Linked DNA regions of Mus musculus: region 2 is linked to region 1. A link is a contact called in public Hi-C data. All regions are on one chromosome and are shown on one strand. Each heading gives the region's core, a stretch centred on a gene start, on an enhancer-like site or on the middle of the called end of the contact. The rest is flanking DNA. Distances are from core to core; before and after follow the strand shown.

Region 1 (4,590 bases), core at 150-2,649:
TTCTTAGTAGCCCTGGTTGCTAACCACTCAGTGTGTTTAACTTGTTAATTTGTAAATTAAACTTTGTCCTGAGGATATATGCATAAAGAAAAGAACACAGCTTATATAATTGGGAATTGTAAGTGTTCTTGCTCAGTTCGAAGGGCACCCTGAAACACAGAAGTCCAGGAACCACCCCGCTCTGAGGGGAGGCCTCCTCAGCAGAGGCCTCGCAGTCCGGGGAGGGTATCCCCAGCTGAGCTGAGGAGCCCGGAGTCAGGAGCCTCAGCCCCGCTCCACCTCTTCAGTTCCTCCCATCTTTGTTGCTTCTTGGACTCTTCTGATGAGAGAGTCCCATCAGGCAGCAAATCTCATATTAAAAAAAAAAAAAAAAAAGATTTCTTACAGGGTCCAGGGCATGGAGGGATGAGTCCAGCAGGGAATTGAACAAAGGGCAGGGCTTTCCTAATGGAAGGGCGGGGGGGGGGGGGGGGGGGAGGCACCGTTTTCGCCACAGGATTTCTTAGGGGGCGGGGCTTTTCAGGGCAGAGATTTCCAGATCGAGAACTGGTTGGATTTCAAGTGCTGAGCTTTGGGATTGGTGGGTTTTGTGGAAAGCTCAGGGATCCGCGGTTTTCTTTTGACCCCCTTTTCCCTGTATCAGGCTCATGGGTGGGGATGGGAAGTCCTTCCCGGCCACAGGCCGATTTGGCTGAGGTGCTATCACTGCTAACCTCCTTGGGGAGGCTGCAGAGAAGGTGTTGCCACTGTAGACAGCTCCAGAGGTGGTATTTCACAAAGGCTGTAGGCTGAGGAGATACACTGCTTTGATAGGTGCCACCATTATGACAGATGCTGTCGTTTTGACAGCTGTGGTGGTATCTTATGGTGGCCTCAGGCTGGAGCCGCTGCTTTAACAGCTCTCCTGCTGCTCGGGGGTTACAGGGATCTCAAAATATATCGCTTTCTCTTTCCCCTGTTTTCTCCTCCCCATCTTTCCCTTTCCCTGCTCTGGTGACTGAACCCAGGGCTTTCAGCACACTAGGCAAACCCTCTGTCTCACTGTCACATGCCCTAGTCAAAGGCAAGACTCCTAACCCAGCTAAAGGGCAGGTTCAGAGCCAGGAACGATCGGTAATTAACTACGAAGAGATAAATATGCAGAAAAATATTATCATTCACCCTCACCTAGAAGAGGCCATCGGGCTGGGTGCGATCAACATCCAGCTACTTGAGGGGAAAAAGACTAGGGGCATGTGACAGTGAGACAGAGGATTTGCCTAGTGTGCTGAAAGCCCTGGACTTTCACCAGCGCGGGGAAAGAGGGAAAGATGGGGAGGAGAAAACAGGGGAAAGAGAGAGCGATATATTTTGAGATCCCATGTATGGGGGCTACCTGCCACCAGGGGGCAGATGAGGGCTGGTCCTGGAGATCGGCCACTGGAAGAGGGAGAGGAGATGTCTGTACCTCCTCTCCCCTCAGTGTGTGCTGGAAGATAGCAGTTACAGGCATCTCTTACCTCGTGTGCAGGCCTGCCCTGTCAAGAACTTCAAAACCAGAGGTCCTCAGAGGGCAGGCGCTGTGGTCTGGACGCTGGCTTTTCCAGCTGTGGAAGCTAGCTCATTCTCACAGGTGAGTGAGTTCCTCGCCAGTAGAGATCAGAGGAAATGAGACAACGTTGCTCAGGAACCCTTTATACCAGTGTTCTCAGCCTTCCTAAGACTGTGGCCCTTTCCGCGTTCGCACCAAGACCGTGAAGAAGGCTGCCCGGATCATCATCGAGAAGTACTACACGCGTCTGGGTAATGACTTCCACACCAACAAGCGCGTGTGCGAGGAGATCGCCATTATCCCCAGCAAGAAGCTTCGGAACGAGATAGCCGGATACGTCACGCATCTGATGAAGCGGATTCAGAGAGGTCCTGTGAGAGGCATCTCTATTAAGTTGCAGGAAGGAGAGAGAGAGAGGAGAGATAATTACGTTCCTGAGGTCTCAGCCCTAGATCAGGAGATCATTGAGGTGGATCCCGACACCAAGGAGATGCTGAAGCTTCTGGACTTTGGCAGTCTCTCTAACCTTCAGGTCACTCAGCCTACAGTTGGCATGAATTTCAAAACACGTGGAGCTGTTTAATCTGTTATGCCATATTTTCAATAAACCTGAAAACAAGAAAAAAAAAAAGACTGTGGCCCTTTAATACAGTTCCTCACGTTGTGGTGACCCCAACCATAAAATTGTTTTTATTGCTACTTCATAACTGTAATTTTTCTACTGTTATGAATCATAATGTAAATATCTGTGTCTTAGGCAGTTCCTATGAAAGTTTGACCCCCAGGGGGTCACGACCCATGGTTAAGAACCACTATCTTATACTCAAACATCACCCAGAAGAACCTCCAAGAGGATTTTTCTGTCTATGTGGGTTGTACCTCTGAACATTTACCAATTTAGGAGTGAAAACTAAGAATCTAGAAGATGGTTACTTCTTATAATAATAAAACCACTACACGTGGGTTTATTTAGAAAAATATAGTTTGTGAAACAAAAAAAAATGTTAAGTATGGTACTATTTTACATTTCTGCCATTTATTTGTTTGTTTGTTTGTTTTTACTGTTTAGCTCAATGAAAGACAGATGGAGTCTCCTGTTTGCTTCTGCATTTGTGTCTGCTGTAATATCGACTGCATTTCCCAAAGCACTTAGCTTTCTTCCCATAAGGGGAACACAAGAGTGGAGAGAGTAAGTGCATCTTTTTATGAAATAGTTTTGACCTCACACACCTTTGCCCCTTTTTCTATTAAGTGGATTGTAAAGGGCACCCAGTATTATTTCTGGATAAGAACTGAAATGCTGTTTTATATGGGAAAGGGGTACAATTAGTGGAGACTTAGGACCAAGGGCTGAGAGCCAGCCTGCCCTGAAGTTTAACCACCATGAGAAATGTAGCCTACATAGCCGGGGTGCTAGATAGCAGGGTAGGGAGTAGACTCGGGGGTGCAGGTCAAGGACGGGTCCTTGTACACTGTGAGTGCGGGAATACTTTCAGAGTCTTGAGCAGCAGCTGCTGCACATGAGGAGAATAAGTCCTTTGGGCAAGTTTTGTTTGTATGTATGATCCAGCTAATTTGCTGTGTTCATTTTAGTTTGTCACTCTAAACCAAACACCATGAAGGAGAAAGCATTTATTTTGGCTCACAGTTTCAGAGGGTTCAGTCCATAGTCCTTGGCTTTGCTGATTCTAGCTTGTCATAAGACAGAACATCATGGTGACAGGAGGAGGAAGAGGAAAACACAGTTGGGGAAGGAGAAGAACAGAAGAGACCCTGAACCAGAGTAAGCCAACAGAAAGAATGCAATCTTCCTGTGACATCTTCTTCTACTGAGGCCCCACCTCCTAAAATTTCTATCACTTCACACGACAGCACCACCAACTAAAAACCACGCATTCAACGCATGAGCCTATAGGGAGTGTTTCAGGTGCAGTTCATAGTGGAACCCACTTGGGTTCTCATCAATCAAAAGTATTCTGAAATAGTGTCCCCCACCCGTCATCTCCCCATCCCAAGGTCCACTCAGTCTCTCTGTGCTGAACACACAGGTCAGCATTAAAAGGAAGTGTGTGCCAAGCATGGTGGTGCCGAGGGAGGACAAGAGGGCCCACCTTGGGCTGGATCAAGACAGAATTGCAAAGGGAGGAAAAAGATCACAGCTTAGAAACTTTCCTTTTGGGGGCTGGTGGGATGGCTCAGTGGTTAAGAGCACCCGACTGCTCCTCCGAAGGTCCGGAGTTCAAATCCCAGCAACCACATGGTGGCTCACAACCATCCGTAACGAGATCTGACTCCCTCTTCTGGAGTGTCTGAAGACAGCTACAGTGTACTTACATATAATAAATAAATAATTTTTTTTTAAAGTAAAAAAAAAAAAAAAAAAAAAAAGAAACTTTCCTTCTATCTCCCTGCCAGAGAACCAGTGCCAAGTGATCATATAATTATTTGAGCAAATTTCTAGTAATATGGATTCCTGGGCCACCTTGGATCAATCAGGGGCCAGAACATGGCTTTTAAAGCAGTCAGCCACTGGGGCACTTATAGTCATGAACACACACACCCCAACACATAATTAAAAATAAAATGAATCTTAATAATAAATTCAAATAAAAAAAAACTTGAATTTCCTAAGCTCACTCAAGAGCCCAATACTTAGAGATTAGGTAGGTAGGAATTGTTTGTTTCAACATAATAAAATTTTATTGATTTTTTTGGGAATTTCACATCATGCACTCAATCACACTTATTTCCCGGTCCTTTCATGTCTGCCCCTGACTCTTGCGACCTCCCAAAAATTAATTAATTAATTAATTAATTAATTAATTACAATTTTCAAAAAGAGTCCAGTTTGTGTTGTCTACATACCCACTGGAGCATGGTCAAACTCTCAGTGGTCTGCCCTTAACCAGAGCTGAGTCCTCCCCTCCTGAGCTCACCAGAAGCCATCACTGTGCCGATTCACACATCAGCATACCCATCATATTTTTTAAGAGTTCTCTTTGATGACTTCAGGCTGCTGCTTTTCAAGGATAGAGTTGGGGAGGAGCTGGGGTTGTCAC
Region 2 (3,994 bases), core at 1,047-3,546, 140 kb after region 1:
GTTAAGAGCACGGACTGTTCTTCCAGTGGTCCTGAGTTCAGTTCCCAGTAACCACATGGTGGCTCACAGCCATCTGTAATGGGGATCTGATGCCCTCCTCTGGTGTGCATGAAGACAGCACCAGTGTACTCACATACATGAAATAAATAAATATTTTTTAAAAAGGACTCAGGTTTCATATTTGTAAAATGGACATGGTAATGTTCTCTGATTCCAGAGGATACCATTATGAAGATTAAGTAAGCGGTAAAGGTATTTAGTGCTCCATAAATGTTATCATATAATGATTTATTTGTTCTTAATCTCTTATTGAGTAAAAAAAACTCCTTGAGTCTTATCTTAAAATGTCATATTCATTCTTGTCCAGCATCTATGGTGGGGCTTGGTACTCTCTTAGTATTTTGGGAGCCCTCTATTCTTAGAGGGCTTCCTGTATGCCAGTGTTGTAGGAAGCACTCTAGAGATCCTCCAGTATGTATGCCAGTGTTGTAGGGAGCACTCTAGAGGTCCTCCAGTATGTATGCCAGTGTTGTAGGGAGCACTCTAGAGGTCCTTCAATATGTATGCCAGTGTTGTAGGGAGCACCCTAGAGGTTTTTCTGTATACCAGACACAACACCAAGAACTTTATTAGTGGCACCGCCCTCAGAGACCTTCACAGTGCTTCTATGATTGAAGGACCATTTTATCCATCAATTGACAGGAGACCAAGGCATGGAGAAGGCACCTTCTCTCTGGTCACAGAGCCAGTAAAAGGAGGAACCTTGTTTGATCTCAGGCACTTTACCACCATGCTACCAGGCTACCTTCTACTAAGTGCTTAGCAACTATGTTAGAACAAATGAAATCCAGGGAAAGAGGCCTGTGAGAGAGTACAGACTTGTGTGACACAAGTCTGAAAAAGGTGTGGGTAAGAAGTAAAATGATAAAGCCAAGAGTGTGCACACCCTTTCACACCCTGGAGGCAGAGGCAGGTGGATCTCTGTGAGTTCATGGTCATACTGGTCTAAAAAGCAAAAGCAAGTTACAAGTCAGCTAGGGATACTTAGTGAAATACTGTTTTAGAACAACAGCAACAAAACAAAAAACAAAAACAAAGAACAAAATAAACAAAAATAAATAACAAAAACTCCTAAAAAGTCAAAAACACCCAAATCATCAAGAAATAGATTGACTAAGAAGAAACGCTGTGACTGTAACACCAGGTTAATCCTGGTCAAAAACCAGGGTGTGGCTGGTCCTGTGCAGGTGTTTCTTTAATGGAACACTGCTGAGTTAAGACCATAGACTCATATTAGGTTAGTACCAAAATTAAAATTATATCTTAGGAATTAGAGAGGATAAAAATGCTTTCACAGAAGATCCAGGTTCAAGTCCCAGCACCCACATCAGGCAGTTACAACCACCTGTGAGCCCAGCTCCAGGACATCTGGCCACCTCAGGTACCAGCACACATATGCACATACCCACACTCAGACACATAATTAAAAATAAATAGTTAAAAACATTTAAAATTTTTATTATCACACGCATGTACTAATATGTCAATGTATTTACATTCATGGAGGACACCTTTGTAGAGTCAATACTCACTTTCTTCCCTTACATGGGCTCCAGGGATCAAGTCATCAGGTGTGGGTGGCAAGCGCCTTTACCTACTGCTGAACCATTTTTTCACTTGCCCCAAAATATCTTACAATGAAAGGGATTTGTTTTGTTTTGTGTTTGTTTGTTTGTTTTGTCTATCACTATAGAGTAAATACCTTAGATAACTAGAAAACCAGGCAGAAATATATGAAGGGACTGTTTTGTATGCCAGAGAGCAGGCAGTGTGGACCGTAATGTCTGACAGCGGATGTCTGGAAATGATCACTGGTTTTTGCGCATCTGTAATGTACCTGCGATGAGGAAAGAGCTAGAGATGTAGACTGTAGTAGAATTTAAGAACAGTTCTGGAAGAGCAAATTAATGTGGTATTTGTGAGACTGAGAGGAAGGAAACATGCAGAAAAAGAGCCCCACACATCTGCATAGGGTCCCTTGAGTTAGGAGAACACTGAGCTAGGCACATCTTGAGTTAACTTGCATGGCAGTGTGCTGCTGGGTCCACATCACCCTGAGTTTGACTGCATGCTGAGAGCACACACAGAACCTAGATACAGTCACCCTCAAGCCTAAGATGTATTACAGTGAAAGAATACAAAGCAAAAACTCAGCAAAGAGAAAAGGCCTGTAGAGAGAAGTCAGGAGCACAAGACTGTCCGAGTCCCCTCCCAGTGATGTCACACAGGATACAGATACACTTAACTTCCTTAGTAAGGAGTTGTGACAGCATGCATGTAAAAGATGCTGTCTACTACTAACGCACTCCAGAGCCTTGGTGCAAGGGTTTTTATTAGGGGCAATCCTGCTGTGTTAATTTTATTCCACATACTGGGCAAAGAGCTAGGAGACTGTCCAGGGGACATGTGGCAATTTCTGGAAACATTCTATATTGTCACAACTAGGAGTTGCTGCTGACATGTGGGACAGAAGCCAGGAATGCCGCAGAAACAGCTGCATTCCACAGAGTAGCCCCTGTGAGTGGTGTGGCCTCAGATGTCAGGAGAACCAAAGTTGAGAAGCCCTGATCTAGACTCTTAACAGATTTAAGAACAAGTCTGGAAAAGATCAAATTAATTTGCAGATGACCCCAAAATGCTAGTCAACTTAAAAAAATGTGTTAGTGCTTTGATAATTTCATATGTGTATATAAGGTATTATAAGGTTACACTCTCCTCCTAATCCCTCTGTTTCCCTCCCAGCCCTGCCAACCTCCTGTTGTCTGTATATATCCCTTTCCCAGATTTGTGACTTTTGGCCTTGTTTTAGGACCTATTTGGTTTAACCAGGGCCATCAGCATAATCATTGGATTAGGACTACCCGTTAGAGATCTGTATGGCTCCCTTTGGGTACAACAACTAAAGGCAGTGACTCTCTGTTTCCTGAATCTGCTGGTTAGAAAGCTCAACAGTGAGGAATAGGGCCCTGAGTTACTCCTTTTTTTTTTTTTTTTTTTTTTTTTTTTTTTTTTTTTTTTTGAGACAGGGTTTCTCTGTATAGCCCTGGCTGTCCTGGAACTCACTTTGTAGACCAGGCTGGCCTTGAACTCAGAAATCCGCCTGCCTCTGCCTCCCGAGTGCTGGGATTAAAGGCATGTGCGACCACACCTGGCTCCTTCATTTTTTTTTTAAAGATTTATTTATTATTACACATAAGTACACTGTAGCTGTCTTCAAACACACCAGAAGAGGGCATTAGATCTCATTATGGGTGGTTGTGATTGGAACTCATGACCTTCAGAAGAGCAGTCTGTGCTCTTACCCGCTGAGCCATCTCACCAGCCCCCTCCTTCATTCTTTTTATTTACTTGGCTGGTCAGACTGACCAAACTCGAAGAGATCCACCCGCCTTTGCCAGTGCTGGGATAAGAGGCCTGTGTTGCTCCTCCAGGTGCTCCTCCATTCTTAGTCTGTTAATGGGCCCATTATTTTACAGACACATTGCACCTCTAGGCATTGAGCTTTTAAGGCAGTGGCTGTATCTCCAGAAGACAACATCTTACAGCCCTCTGTCTACCTCTCAGCTCTCACAGTCTTTCTACCTTCAGTTTTCCTTGCGGTTTGGTGGGGATGTAACAAATGCTTTATTTTGGATCTGAACGAGAGACTTCTGAATAAGATTGAGAATCATAATTGTCTATGGATACAAATATACACATATTCATGCTCTCACAAAGCTTACTGAGTGGTGTGCGTGTATTTGTCTAAACAACAGAATTATGTCCTCCTTAGGCCTCTGACCTCCCCTGCCATGAGTGTTTGAAAAGGTTTCCAGAAGTAGATATGGATACCCTACTGTAGAGTGAGCCTCAAATCCAGATATTTTAAAGGAAGTCTATAGACACTTAATAACTCATCAATTATAATGTCAAATGTCCAATTAAAAGCCACTGG

What was found. Hi-C and Micro-C count contacts between places; a contact is called where the count stands out from the background.
Region 2: a Hi-C map of bone marrow-derived macrophages shows a contact between it and region 1, with 46 read pairs. The contact joins two enhancer-like sites. A contact is called at or near these places in 1 of 39 promoter capture datasets (liver), 8 of 15 datasets of contacts at CTCF or cohesin (CD8 T cells, the G1E-ER4 cell line, the NIH/3T3 cell line and 3 more), 83 of 484 Hi-C or Micro-C datasets (B cells, the BV-2 cell line, CD4 T cells and 33 more), 20 of 115 datasets of contacts at active chromatin or transcription factors (bone marrow-derived dendritic cells, bone marrow-derived macrophages, embryonic limb bud and 7 more) and 3 of 9 other capture datasets (adipose tissue, embryonic stem cells and liver).

Annotation. Positions count from the first base shown.
Region 1 is chr11:20,444,697-20,449,286 of GRCm38.p6, forward strand. It overlaps the pseudogene Gm12034. Among named protein-coding and RNA genes, the nearest start is that of Gm39606, 6.1 kb to the right of the region's middle. Within about 2 kb of position 1,400, at least 35 of the 459 cell types and tissues checked have an H3K27ac peak or open chromatin away from gene starts, as enhancers often do. A contact at or near this core is called in bone marrow-derived macrophages, where this site is marked.
Region 2 is chr11:20,587,050-20,591,043 of GRCm38.p6, forward strand. It overlaps a transcript of Sertad2 not described here. Among named protein-coding and RNA genes, the nearest start is that of Sertad2, 43 kb to the right of the region's middle. Within about 2 kb of position 2,297, at least 16 of the 459 cell types and tissues checked have an H3K27ac peak or open chromatin away from gene starts, as enhancers often do. A contact at or near this core is called in bone marrow-derived macrophages, where this site is marked.